Regions from separate parts of the Anas platyrhynchos genome. Here region 1 is linked to region 2. Evidence: chromatin contacts called from public Hi-C data. All regions are on one chromosome and are shown on one strand. Each heading gives the region's core, a stretch centred on a gene start, on an enhancer-like site or on the middle of the called end of the contact. The rest is flanking DNA. Distances are from core to core; before and after follow the strand shown. Region 1 has its middle 10 kb from the start of KPNA2. Region 2 overlaps SMURF2 (SMAD specific E3 ubiquitin protein ligase 2).

What was found. A called contact is a pair of places that touch in the nucleus more often than the background predicts.
Region 1: a Hi-C map of subcutaneous adipose tissue shows a contact between it and region 2, with 4 times the contacts expected there. The contact joins two enhancer-like sites. A contact is called at or near these places in 5 of 8 Hi-C or Micro-C datasets (F1 follicle, F5 follicle, skeletal muscle and 1 more).

What each region holds. Positions count from the first base shown.
Region 1 is chr19:6,784,381-6,787,080 of IASCAAS_PekinDuck_T2T, forward strand. No RefSeq gene overlaps it. Among named protein-coding and RNA genes, the nearest start is that of KPNA2, 10 kb to the right of the region's middle. Within about 2 kb of position 1,266, at least 4 of the 8 cell types and tissues checked have an H3K27ac peak or open chromatin away from gene starts, as enhancers often do. A contact at or near this core is called in subcutaneous adipose tissue, where this site is marked.
Region 2 is chr19:6,731,338-6,734,037 of IASCAAS_PekinDuck_T2T, forward strand. It overlaps SMURF2 (SMAD specific E3 ubiquitin protein ligase 2), which reads right to left. Exons shown (of 19, transcript XM_027471662.3): 5 at 2,494-2,559. Among named protein-coding and RNA genes, the nearest start is that of SMURF2, 41 kb to the right of the region's middle. Within about 2 kb of position 1,379, at least 5 of the 8 cell types and tissues checked have an H3K27ac peak or open chromatin away from gene starts, as enhancers often do. A contact at or near this core is called in subcutaneous adipose tissue, where this site is marked.

The DNA of each region.
Region 1 (2,700 bases), core at 16-2,515, 53 kb after region 2:
ATATTCTGGCTTCAGCGGAAGAGTGTCCATTTCCTGGAGCCAGTCTGAGACAGACAGTGCTCTGAAGTCAGAAACAGGACTGGAATCCAGTGACCCTTATTCCACATGAAGTGCTGTGAAACTGAAGGCACATCAGTTCTTTCTTAGCCATCTATATGTAGAGCTCCTGCCTGACTTGTATCAGTGCCATGTTATGGATCAGTTAGAAGGAAGTGTTTTCCAAACACAGTGAACACCGTTACACACTTGCAGGTTGAATGTTCTTCTGAAGTCTGCAAGAGGGTTAGGTACACCCTTCCCAGCCTCAGGATGGCTCACCTAAATTCCCTCTTACAGTTCTCTAACACGTTTCCTAACATTATATATCTAACATTATTTCCTCTGAAGGTGAGTTGAGCTTAATTTTTTTTTGCTCAGGCCAAAGAGTTAACACTTAAAAGACTTAAAGAGTTTCCTATTAGGTTTTAAGTGAGAGTGTCAATGTTTTCCTTTCTAGGCCATATATGACCAGTCACAATTAAACTTCATTAATTACTTCTGTTTTGAATAACAGTACTTTTTTCACAAATTGTATACATTCCCAAGATTTATTCCTATTCTCAAATATTATTTCATTACCTTATCACAGAAGAGATTCAATACTCCTGGGATAAAGCTATATTCAGCAAAAGGGTAATTATAACCAGAGGTCCCATGGGTTGACTAGAGGAATGGACATGAGGATTCCCAGGCTCCAGGTTAATTCTACTTGCTACTTTCTGGATGTCTGTGGATAACTTTCTTGTATCACAGTTTGCTCTGCTGCAAAACAGAAGAGACCTGTGAAATATTGTTGGTTAGTGAATTCCTTTACCCAGAAACCTAAAGCTGTTCCTTCTTGCTGATATACTATCACGTATTTCTGTGCAATGTAAATTATTTTGTATGGAGCAGCAAGAAGCAGCTTCACTTGAGAATATTTTAGTTTAAATCACAGGAAAAGAAGAACAGATTTCAGCTAATTAAAACACTTCTGGCTTTTCCATGCTTTAAACCCTTCTTCCTTTATTGGAATGTGAATGGACACCCTACTGAAAATCAGGACCGCAAAGCCTCTGCTCTTCCTTCAGAGCCTCACATCTTAGAAATCAGCAAGTGGAAGCAATCCCACAAGCAGAATTTCCTAGCATCAGAATTTCAGGAGTGGCCATGTTTTCTGGGATCTTGGACTGAAATCCTGCCACCAGTCCACAGATAAAATAGCGCTAGCAACAACTCCATTCAAGGCCAGTTGATGTCAGCAGGGGTCTGTTACTGTTGCTCTCAGCACAGCAGTCAGCAGACTGGCACACAGGCCACCAGGCATTTATTCCAGCCCTTACCCTGAATTAGGCATTTACCAAATAAATAATGCTGGCTCTTAAATCTGGCTAGATAACATACACATACAAATAAGTACCTCTTGCCTTTTGCTCCTACCATTTTTTAAAGCAAGAAACGCAGCCTAATGGGTGACTAGGAGCCTAACCTCAGAAATAGTTTGCATTTTCTTAGAATAAGGGAGTGACTCACCCCAGTCACTTACTCATAATCACTGTAGTTTGTTGCTTGTGGAAACACATACTGCCAAGAGCAGGACTTATTGGTGGATAGGCTGAATACACTTTTCTTGGATAAAAACGAAGTCTTGATCCCCAGAAAGTTAATTATTAAGCCACTGAGCTGACAGGCATCTAGAGAAGAATTTGCAGTGTTCTATTATTAACTTAGTATATTAAATAATTCTGAAACCAGTATATCAGGAAAGAAAAGTAGAGATAACGCTATTCAACGAGCATTCTGAATTCTCATCTCCTTTTCTACATAAAGAGAAGTCAATTTGACTTCATATATGCTAAAAAGCAATTAAAGTAAGCTGTATGTTTTAAAGTAACAGTACCTGATACAACACTTTTAAAAGATTATGCCTTACATTAAATATTTAGTCTGGTTAAATACTCAGGAATTAGCACATGGTCGTTTCCTGTAACTACAAGAGGTTGCCTGAGGGATTTTATCTCAGTATTTTCTTAAGAGAAAAATCAGGTGTGTCATACCTGAGCGCCCCACGCTGGATGAAACTTCACAACAACCTCTTAGAAGCAAAGAAGAAACTGCAATGCTGTCTGTAGCACCCTCTAGCGGAAGATGCATTATTTTACAGAATTGGATCTCAGTATTACTACAGAATCCCGAATTACATTTCACAATCCACAAGCATAATTATGTGGTATCAATGGCTTTATGCTGACTTTGCATAACTGTTTTTCTATAGATTAATTTCTTCAACTCTTTACGGACTATTTTGTAGCTTACATTTTCATGTTGAAGTTGGAGGTTTAACAACAAAGCAAAGGACACAACAAGGCTTTACAAGGTAATAAGAGCCCTTTCCGCTCGTTGTCTTTTGTTGTGTTTCCCCAAAACATTAAAGGCTTCAGCACTGCAAGATCAATGGTTCCTTCCACTTTTCATGGGTACCACCACTATGGTAACAGTGGAACAACAGCCTAAGAGTGTTGCAGCATCTACGATGCCAGACATGCATTCTGCCTTCAGTCCAGCATTATGCTGCTTCACTACTGCCCTCCCTACAGCTTCTTGTGTAGTCTTTCATTAGTGCAGAAGATGGGCAGGAGGAGGATCAGGCCATAAGCATGTTTAATTTGTACTCATTTAGCA
Region 2 (2,700 bases), core at 129-2,628:
ACAGAAAAATGAAACTAAACAAAGGCAATTACCTCCTCTTTGCCTATGTGAGGACCAAAATTTGTGTACGGCTTCATTTTGTAATGAGTAAGGATTCATTTTTTCTGCGCCGCCACATCAGAAATAAAATGGTGGCACAGAAGACAGCTGCAAGATTAAGACACAGTTCAGGTGCCCTTTGCATCTACTACTCACAAGAGTCCCCTTTTCTTTCCCCCCTTTGAAGATAACCTTAGGACTTTAAGATAGAGATCCCCGTGCTCCCTGACCCAGATTATGAAGTCATGACCACTGTGCACTTGATTTGAAACATTATTATCCTCTGAAGGTATCACATTTGAATCTTGTTTTTCAATCTCCCATAGCTTCTTCATTTAAGTGGGTTTATCATTAAAAGTACTGAGAGTAAGTACATTTATCTCTTATTCTATTTTGTTACTTATTTTTAAACAGCATTTTCTCACCATGTAACTGCAGTAGAATTACCTAGTTCTACTCAGGCTCATTGACTCATTCAACAAAATTGCATTAGTGAAGAAATATTAAAATGTAAGGAGATTAACAATGACAATTTCAACAGAAGGGACAGGAGACTCTGCAGTCCTATCACACATGCATCAAATTCAAACACAGCCATGACTGAGGAAACCTTTCAGACAGTAACAGCATAAAGTAGAACATACAGATGTGTTCTAACTGTCTCTGCTGTAACCTGACAAGCTGTGTTTTTCCTAGGTTTAATGCATGACCCAGCAGCTCCTGCTAACTAGGGACGCAGCCTAAGAAGCATGCCAAATGAACAAATGCTGCTTTGGCTATACCACTTCTCATGACCACATCAGGTTAGGCCAGCTGGTCAGGCTGGTTTCTGGCCACATCACTGACAGTGAGTTATCTCTGACACATCTGAAGTGTATTGGCCATGCCCACACTGCATAGTATTTGACCCAGGTTTCCCATATGGCATCCCAAAAGCCTTGAGAACTGTTTGTTTGTTAGCTTGTTTTGTTCTCTCTTGTTTGAAGTGCCCAAATTAAGACTTATCATTCTCAGCTTGTGACAACAAGGATGCACGTTGCATACTCTGGAGGGCAGCATGAGAGCACATCACGGTGTGAGGGTACAATCCCTGCTAGTATCATGTCTGAAGGACTGCTGTGGGCAGAGGGCATCTCTGCTGTTTGGAACAGGCCCTGGACAAGCTCCCTCCTCAGCTGTGCTCAGTCTGTTTTTAAAAAGCACTCCACAAAATAAAACAAGCAAACAACAACAACAAAAACCTAACAATAACCCAACAGAAGCAAAAAAAAAAAAACAAAACACACACGCGCAAAAAAAAAAAAAGGATATACACAGCATGGGTGATCCAAGGACCAGCATACTGGAGCACGCCAAAAGCCAAACTGACAACACAACACACCCTAGAAGGATGACTGTTTTATTCTTTATTCCTCTGTGCAAGCTCAAATGGAAAATTTAATGTTCAAGAATGGTCTGGAAGCGTCAGCAGTGCACTTACAGTTCCACATTTCTATCATCATTTGATCCTATTCTGCCACCTTACTCTTATGTGAACACTGTGCAAACACTTGCAGATCGGATGCTAGACAGATGATGAAAGCAACATGAAGAGAGAAAGTCTTAGATATTAACCAACAGGACTTTGAGGAAAACAAAGATATACAAAATGAAGCCCCTATTTGCCAATTGTTTTTTCAATAGCTTTCTCTGTTTGACTAAATAAGGATGATGCCTGGATACTATTTGAAATAAGAATTGACCTAAATACTGAACATACAAACTCACTTTTTTAACTCCCGTCTCCAAAGACTCTAACACCTTGCCTTAAATATAGACTTCTTATCCCGATCCACATCTTTTTGACATCTTACATTACCTGTTTGAAACACTGTCCTCTGAAACAACCAACAATGCACCAAAAGGAGGTTTATGAAGTTATTTGTGGGATGCTTATTTTTCAATTTGCCAGCTTGAAGAAGTTTTTTGTTTGTTTGTTTTTTAAAACATAATTATTTAACGTTTATGAAGTAGCACAACAACAAAGCACAGTTACCAAGACCGGTGACAGGCCTCTTAATAACCCTAAATGAACTGACCATTTTAAAAATACTCTCCTGTTACAGCAAGATGTTCTATCCTTGCACAAAACCTACAGGAACCACAGCTTTACTGGAACTCTCAATGGCCACGACATTTGTACTCAGTATTTCCACAGGGGGTTCAGGCTTGAACTGCCACCATTGTTTAGAGTGAAATTCAACACTTTCTAAATACATTTTGTATTATATGTGTATGGTCTTAACTATCCCAACAGTTATAATTTTATACATACACACACTTTTGTCTTGAGGTCAATGGTTTTGGCACTAGACACTGAATTTAAAAAAATTGATTTCTAGGTAGTGTATTTCCACAGCTACTTTTAAGCTCTAAGTGAACTAAAAGATTAAAAGCCTACTTTTACCTACTTACCTACTATCTGTCCTCTAACAGTATCATTATCATTTGGCCCAAGTTTGCACAGATCCAATCTCTGATCTATAGAACAAAGAAAAAAGTATAAATCATACAACATTTTGCTGCTTTTGAAATACAGGCTGAAGTACCATCAGAACAAAATTCATCCTAGCATAAAATACTTAAGACTTCAAGATATGGGGGGAGCAAAGGGGAGGAAGC